2 separate regions of the Sus scrofa genome follow, and region 2 is linked to region 1. A link is a contact called in public HiChIP or PLAC-seq data. All regions are on one chromosome and are shown on one strand. Each heading gives the region's core, a stretch centred on a gene start, on an enhancer-like site or on the middle of the called end of the contact. The rest is flanking DNA. Distances are from core to core; before and after follow the strand shown.

Region 1 (4,224 bases), core at 1,628-4,127:
TCTACTGAACTTTTTTTCCCCACAATGCTGCCATTCATATTTAATCAAAATTTATAAGCCCATGGCTCAGAAACCTGGAGTACTGGCTTCATCACATTAATAGACTCATGTACATTGTTGGCTACTCTCTCTTCCTCAGCAGGGATGAACAACTTGTTTCTGTTTTAAAGCATGAAGATAAAACCCATTACCCACATTCCAGAATTACCCTGATAAGACTAAGTAGAACCACGAAACCTAAAACTGCCAGGTTCAGAAGGAAATTAGGGATCACTCCGTATCTGAATCTCCAACATAACACATCCAACGCAGTGTCCATCCTATTCCTTCTTAGATTATCTTCAGGCTAGGAACTTTCTGCTTCCCAAGGTGGCCCATTCTGTGATTGATCAGATTTAGAAACTGAGTGATTTAAACTTGGACTTAATTTATTGGTTCCATATAGGAAGGGATTTACCACAGCAAGATAACACTCAGCAAAGATATTAGGGACTGTGTGTGATAGGTGACCTCAATGGATGCAATCAGAATACGTGATCAGAGACTACACCCCAAACCCCAAGCCATTTGTTCATCCTTGGTCAATAGAGTGAACAGGAAAATATTGTACCCTGAGCACACAGTGCCAGGACTAGAGAAATGTTTATAAATGACGGTATTGATGACAAAGTTTGTGTGAAAATCCTTCCTTGGTCACAGAGAAAGAAACTTGATCTGATCTCCTTTGATTTTCGCTTTTAAGGGAACATGAAATTCAGGTCAGTATCACACTTTTCCAGACACAAGATGGATAGTTAATCTCTCCAGCAGCTGGCTTAGTCTTTTCTACAGGGTTCCTTCCTTTTGAACCTATACTTCAGTTTGAAAATCATAGATTGGGGTACCTAATACAATTTTAGAACTGGAAGTTTCCCAGAAGACATCTCAATCTGATTTCTTCATTTTAAAACCAGGAAACCAAGGTCCAGAGAGAGGCGGTAACTGACGCAAGGTCACAGAGGCCTTTTGAGATGAAGTCAGAAGTAAATCACTAGTCTTCCTACTCCTAGTAAAGTGCTCTGCTCTTCCTTGTCAATGGTGATATGATGAGTATGTACAAAAAGTGATAATCTGTCTAGGGAGCTTTGGGACAGGCACTATAGAAAGTTCTATGGACTAGAGGAAGGAGCCAGCCTCTCCTGGTTCCCCATGTGACAACCTGGCAGTCAATCCTGCTAACATACCTTTTAAGATATCAGTATACAACAACCACTACCAAATATACTGCAAACACCATCCAATTATATCTGCATGCAAATATATCAAAATTATCCTTCTCATCAGAACTGCTCATTATGAAGCATCTACTATGTTCTAGGCACTTGATATAACTTATTAGCCCAATCCTTTATATACCTTATTTAGTTCTGTGAGGTTGGTGTTATTATGATTGCTTTTCATATGAATAAACAAAGGCTCAAAAGCCACCTGGCCAGTGTGGCAGAATCAAGATTTGGGTCTCAGTCTTCCTGGCTCCAAAGCCTGTACTATTTTCACCATAGCCACCATTCCCTAGAATATCCCAAGCCCATTCCTGGGCTCTGCTGCCCACCAACAAGCCCCAAACATTTTCTGTGGCTAGTTCTGGTGTGAAATAAACTTGAGGGTTTGGGGGAAATTCCTAGACTATTCAATTGAGTTATCTCTTCAGACAACTTGAGAAGTAGCTCCCTCTTTTACTGGTGTGTTCTTTTGTTTAAAGCATCTTAAAGAAAACAGGGTAGAGAAAGACCCTAGCATCTGGTGTGGAGTTGCAATATTTGATAGGTAAACATAAAGAAATAGAAATAATAGCACTTTGAAAATATTTATTCATTAGTCATAATTTTTTAAACTGCTGTTTTTACTAAAACATGTTTACAGTAAAAGACTATCTGCAAAATATAAAATCAGAACTTTTTTTTTTCCCTTGAAGTAGAGTTAGGTCCAGGATCTGGTTATAAATTCTTTGCACAAATAAGTTTTTTCTTTCATGTATGTGTTTTTAAATATACATTTGTGGTTTTAAATAGGAAAGAAATACAGGGGTTAAATCAGCATTTGCCTTAAAAAAAGAAACACCTATTTTCTAGGTTAGAGTAACATTTAAATACCAACAGTAGATCATGGATTCTGATAGATGCAATGGTCTGGTGAAGTGAGGGAAAATATAACTGCGTGGCTTTGGTGGAATTATTTGACGGCCCCATTAAAGTCCACAAACATGGAAAGTCATGATCCATGTGGAGCTCTACTACAAAGGACAAGGACAATTGTAAGGCATTTTAGAGAAGCTAGCCCCTAGGCCAGTAAGAGCACTATCATCTTAGCAATGAAGTAATTATAAGATGTAAGATGTATGGTTTCTCTCCTACTTCATACCCACGTGAAATGTAAGCATCCTCTCTTCCTTCTAAAATTCACTAGGGATTCTTCAGTTCAAACGTACCATCAGAATCAATGGTAGAAGTATAATAAAAATTGCTAACCTTGAGTGAGTGCTTCTATAAGCCAGACATGGTTAAATGTATGCCTCTTTCAGGTATTAACTCTTTGGTCTTTACAGCAACTCAGTGAAGGAGTTGTGATTGTCTGCACTTTCCTATATGCACAAATTTGCAGAGTGGCTCCAGGAGGAAGATTTCATGAGAGTGAGGCAGTGACCTTGAGAGCCTGGGATCTCCCATCACAGTGCTGCCTGGCCAGCCTCCAGCCCTGGCCAGTGATGGGGTCTCCATTCCTCAGTCTGTAGCCCAAGCAGCAAGGGTGAAGTGGATTGTGGTAAGTATTTGCGCAGGAGCTTCGTGGTTTCAGCCGCCTGGATGCCACTGTCTTCCAGACAGAGCTTCCTGTTTTGATGGGTGAGTCATCACTCACTCTTCATGATTTTCAGCTATGTTTCCTCTTTAAGGGGAGGATCCCACTGTTCAGCATGAAGCTTACCTTACTGGTCACTTCTGAATGTTTTTTTGGTCATCCCCTGAGCTTGAATTATTTTTGCTTGGCCAATGTTTGGTCTTTCTCAGACTTGAAAAACACCAGTCAATTCTCATCTTCCTAAAATGTAAGCACCCACAGACCAGGACTTATGTCTGATTTATTCTTTATTCTATATTACCTTCCCAGTATAACTCAGACTTTTGATAAAGCCTAAAAGAATAAATTGTGGTGAGTAAATGTCGAAAGAATGAGTGAAGGGGGTTCCTTTTGAGAACATTCTAGACTTAGCAGTTCCCTGACATCTGCTCTTGTACTGACTGTTTCCATCATGAACTCTGCAAATATTCCTTGAATGGCCATTAGCTGAAAGAGAACTTGAAGTTCTGTGCATAGAATGGGAGTATGTATGCTTGAAGACTCATATTTTTTCATTCATTCACTCAGTTGATAAGCATTTGCTGAGTACATCTTATGCTAAGAACATGCAGGATGCGGAGGCATGGATGTTAAGAACCGTGGATTTAGATTGGAAAGGTCTAATTTCTAGCTTGACTTCTCCACTAAGTAGCTGTGTTCTTAAGTGACTTTCTTCACCATTCTGAGCCTCTGTTTCCTTATTTGCAAAATGAGGAAAATACCAGTATCAACATCCTCTGTTAGCTGTGAGGATTAAATGAGATCACACCTGTTAAGTGCTCAATAAATCTTAGCATTCGCTATTATAATTTCCCTGGTAAGTGAAACAAAGAGGAATTAGACCTAATCCTTCTGAGGGAACAGACAAATCTATGCAAATAAACACTTTTAGAATATGAGGTACAAATAAAACTGCTAGGGATATTCAGATTAAGTCAAGATGATGTACAAACAGGGAAACTCAGAGACAGCATTCTTCTCAGAGAAGGCTGCAATTAAGCAGTTTTGGATATGCAGACATGTGGGGGGAAAGACATTCCAGGAGATGGAATTAACCCAAGAAATAAAGGGAAATATTAAAGAACAAGCCAATACTCTGGGCCCCTGAGTCACTGGGCGATTGCTTTGCCTGGACCATAGAAGACGTTAAGGGAGATAGGAAAAGAGGTGATTGGAGAACAAAGGAACTATCCCGGGGAGGATCTTGAAAACCAGTGAGTGAGTTTGGGTTCCATTCTCTGTAGACTGGGTGTGTATCTGTGGTTTTCTGTGCATCATTCACTAGTTTCATTTTTGTTTCCTGTCGATGGGAAAGGTCACCTGTGTCCAAAGCCTTTTAGATTTTAAGTT
Region 2 (4,495 bases), core at 429-2,928, 310 kb after region 1:
CCTCAGACTACAAATGTAATGGTTGGAGCTCCAGCAGCTATCTTCTTCCCTGAGGTGGCCTTAAGAATGGAAGTCCTCACATTAGGGTGACAAGAGAAAAGGAGTCTGGGTCCCTGATCCGTGGGACACTAACTCCCTATCCCAGCTGCCTACCTCAAATGTATTTCAAGTGATTGCCTTGGTTTCCGATTGTTGCTCGGACAAATCACTCCAAAGTTACTAGCTTAAAATGACACTTTTTTTTTTTTTAACCATGGTATTCTATAGACCAGAGTCTGACAGGGGTCTTAATGGGCAAGATCTAGGTGTCAGCAGGATGTATGGTAGTTGTGCCTCCTAGTCTTTTCCAGATTCTAGAAGCTCCCCACACTCCTTGGATCATGGCCTCTCATTCTGTCTTCAAAGCAGCAATATCAGGCGTATCCTTCTCATACTGCCATCACTTTGGTTCTCTCTTACGATTTCCTCTTCCACTATAAAGTATTTTGGGGATAGCATAGGACCTACCTGAATAATCCAGGATGATTAAGGTCAGTTTATTAGCGACTTTGATTTCAACTGCCTCCTCAATTCCCCTTTGCCACATAACCTAAGATATTCACAGGTTCCAGAGATCGGGACATAGACACACAGTGGAAGAGAAATAAATTTCTATCTTATACAAACCACTGATTTTCAAGTCTTTGTTGCCCACAGCTGAGCCTAACGTATTCCTGTGACAGACACTTGTTGAATACCCACTGCCATGCCATGGTGGTGCTGGCTGGGGTCTGATAATACTGGATGATCTAATATTTCTGGTCCTCCAGAGGCCGTGAGACTCATCTTACAACATCACATGGCCCCAGAATCATCCACAAGCCCACAGTAATGCCACCAGAGAAGAAAGAGGCCATTCACCAATGAACTGACCACAGCTCCTGCTCCCCAGCCTCTCAGGTTTGCCTCAGCACAGAGAAGGATCAGGGTCAGGAAGAGACTTGCCCAGGTGTCCATAGAAGTTCATGGCATTGCCAAGACTAGAACCCAAGTCTCTGAATACCACTCCTCCATCACATTATTTTCCTGGGTTTTTCAAGGAAGGACATACTGGACATACTACCCTTGGTCCCTGGCACCCAGTCACAACCTCTGGCACAGGCCGAAGACCGTGTTTACCTCCATTGCAATGATTCCAGTGACATCAGAGACTTACAGAATTTGGCTGGCCTTTCTTTATTCTCTTTCTACCTCTGGGCTATGCATAGTGAAATTCTCTGATGGTATTCATTTTCCTGCCCTTCACACCCTCATGCTCCATTTTTCCTATTTGTTAAGTAAGTTCCTATGAGTACTTAATAGGACTTATGAGGTAACATGGATAGCCAAAGATCAAGTTAAGGGCTCAGGCTTGTGAAGTTATGTGATTCAGTGCCATCTTTGATTTTGTCCTCCTCTATCTCTCTGATTGTCAGCATTTCCATCTTGAAAAAAAAGGGGGGGGAGGAGACAGCAAATGTGCTTCAAAATACTTGCAAGGAACAGCTCATAAAACTCATTGTGAGGCACATTAGCACCGCACACAGTGTCATCTAACTGCTTATAATGAAATGTTGAGCAACTAGGAATCCAGCTCACCCCATCTGGCTCTGAGTCACACTCCCTAGTAACACTAAGTGAAAGTGAAGAGAACTTGCACCAGGCCAGGATACAAAGCCGGGAAGTGCCTGACAGCCAACCTCACATGGAGATGTGCCTGAGAGCCAGTGGACCTGGAAAACCTTCATAAAGCCATTTGCTTAAACCCTTTGCTCTGCTCTTCTTAAAGATCGATTTCCCAAGCTCTCTTTGGTAACTGTTTCTGGGTTACACACCCAGATAGTTGGAAAGACTTCCCTTATGTAATTCAAGTGTGTTTTCTTTGGCTCTGCCTTCAGTGGGAAGGGAAAAAATTTATTTGCATTTCCCCCATACCCCCACCTTTATAGTAATATCCTTTCTGATACCTCATGGCTGGTATTGAGATAGCTCTTCTATAGGACTTCTCAGTGTTCATTGCACATAAATGCAGTGGGGTGTGTGTGTGTGTGTGTGTGTGTGTGTGTGTGTGTGTGTGTGTGACATTTGCCAGGACTAGAACCCAGGTCTCTGAATACCACTCCTGCATCACATTATTTTCCTGGGTATTTTGATGAAGGACATATTGGACATAATCCCACAGGACAAACTCCCATAAGAGTGTTTTGTTGTTGCTGTTGTTGTTTTATGGCTGCACCTGCGGCATATGGAAGTTCCCAGGCCAGGGATTGAATCCAAGCCAAAGCTGCAACCTACACTGCAGCTGCAACAATACCAGATTCTTTAACACATTGTGCTGGGCCAGGGATCAAACCCACACCTCCACAGCAATCCGAGCCACTGCAGTCAGATTCTTAACCCACTACACTACAGTGGGACTCCCCCGTAAGAGTTTTCACATTGTGTTAAAAATGCTTGAGTCTGAGTGGTTTAGACCTGGATGAGATCTTATAGATCATTTCTTCAAAATATCTAAATTCTGCACATGAGAAGATTGTGGTTCTATATGGTCTTGCTCAAGGTTATACAATTAGTGTTGAGACAAAGAACTGTCAACCAGGCCTATGGAATTTTGATAATGATGTATCACTAGATAATATTTAGCTTATGCTAATTCCTAATTTTTACTTTCTTTGCATAATACCTCCTGATATTTGTAGAGCACTCATATTTATTTTGAGCAAAAGCAGTCATCCCCCTTCTTGTATAATAGTTGTTTACTCTTCTTCTGTCAGAGAACTCATTTTCCCTCAATTAAGCATAATCCTGCACATTCATGCCAACTTCTTTAACTTAAGGGGTCATATTGAATTGCAATTCTACTCTACTTGGTTTCATCTTAACTTTATGGAAGAGCTCCTATAAGCCAGTCGCTGTCACGTAGCACCTCATCTGATCCTCCAGACAACCCTATCTTAGGGATATTATTATTCACATCTTAGAGTGGAAACAAAATGAGTCAGAAAAAGATTAAGCAGTAGACCCAAGGCTGTCCATCTGCTGAGACCCATGTCTTCTCTTTTGTGCTTAGGACAGCATGTGACCTCTCACACAATGGCAGCCAACCCGCATAATTTTCTTCTAGCAGTAAGTCAAAGAATGGTGCTCTTTTTCCAACACACCTACCATGGAAGTAAATACTAAGTAGCATAATTAGCCAAGGCCAATAGGTAGAGAAAGTCACATACTCTTCAAGTTGAAGGTGAATGATAACTTCAACATTCCCCACAACAGAGGTTAGTGAGAAGAAAGTGTAACTTTTCCTTTCAATATATAGTCACAGCTATGTAAACAAGGAGGAAAATGAAGACGGTAGATGGTAGAAGATGCCTGGAGTCTGAATGAAGGAGTGGTTGTTTCTGAGGGGGATCAGGGAAAATGCCTTGGAGGAAGGCCCCAGGCATGCGTGAGCGGGAGGACTCAAAGAAGAAGACATCAGGGCACAGGCAGTTGAGCCAGATGTTAAGAGAAGGAGACCAAAGTGAGGACAGGTTTGGGAAAAGGCGTGAAATGAAGAACTCCTGAAATAACTGGGAGTAATAAGCTGGGGCGGGGGGAGATAGATAATTCTGGGTTTCCGTGTATCTGAAGGGTAACCAGTCTAAGGCAGGTGAGACTTGCTCTGTGAATTGAAAATTCCAAGTTATCGGTTAATTAGGTTATACACAGTCAGCAGTGGTCTCAGAAAAGCTAAGCCAAGAAGGAGGCACATGGTTTCTAACCATTAGACCTGCTCAGTAATGGCATGGCTTTCTTTGGAGAGAAAGCCACCCAGGAAACCCAGAGACCCCCCCCAGCCCAAGGAGCTGGGTTGTAGAAAGTATTTCTGCATTCTGGGGGGGATGGGCTTAGATAAACCCCAAAGGCACTTTCGTTTCTGATTTTCTAAAATTCCAAAAGCCCCACACAAGAAAGAACATTTCAGACTGGAGAACAACATGAGGGAGACTGGATCTCCTCAGAAGATGGGCCTTCCCTGTGCAAACAATGCTCTGTCTCCAAGTGAAAGGAATACTTTCCAAGGTACCATCCAGCCTGGGTCTTAAATTAGACCTAACAATGCTTTTGCATCTTATATTTTTTTACTGCCAAAAAAAAAAAAAACTTCAAGAAAATCATTACACTCCTTTTAACCTTCCATCCTAAATTTTACTGATTGTTGCATTAGAGGTGAATTTTGTACTGAATATATATCATTTGGCTGGTAAACTTATAGTCTGAGCTAATATACGCCACATCTGGAGTTCCCATCGTGGCTTAGAGGTTAGTGAACTTGACTAGCATCCATGAGGATGTGGGTTCGATCCCTGGCCTTACTCATTGGGTTCAGAATCCAGCATTGCCGTGAGCTATGGTATATATCACAAACACAGCTCAGATCCCACATTGCTGTGGCGATGGAGTAGGCTGTGGGTGCGTGGATTAAACTATTTTTTAA

What was found. HiChIP or PLAC-seq counts read pairs in DNA pulled down with a chosen protein or histone mark.
Region 2: a contact with region 1 is called in an H3K27ac HiChIP or PLAC-seq map of alveolar macrophages. The contact joins two enhancer-like sites. A contact is called at or near these places in 2 of 2 datasets of contacts at active chromatin or transcription factors (alveolar macrophages and skeletal muscle).

Annotation. Positions count from the first base shown.
Region 1 is chr13:125,429,519-125,433,742 of Sscrofa11.1, forward strand. LOC106508010 (a long non-coding RNA gene) reads left to right here. Exons shown (of 7, transcript XR_001304509.2): 1 at 1-2,799. Among named protein-coding and RNA genes, the nearest start is that of BCL6, 42 kb to the left of the region's middle. Within about 2 kb of position 2,878, at least 7 of the 83 cell types and tissues checked have an H3K27ac peak or open chromatin away from gene starts, as enhancers often do. A contact at or near this core is called in alveolar macrophages, where this site is marked.
Region 2 is chr13:125,743,178-125,747,672 of Sscrofa11.1, forward strand. No RefSeq gene overlaps it. Among named protein-coding and RNA genes, the nearest start is that of LPP, 37 kb to the right of the region's middle. Within about 2 kb of position 1,679, at least 11 of the 83 cell types and tissues checked have an H3K27ac peak or open chromatin away from gene starts, as enhancers often do. A contact at or near this core is called in alveolar macrophages, where this site is marked.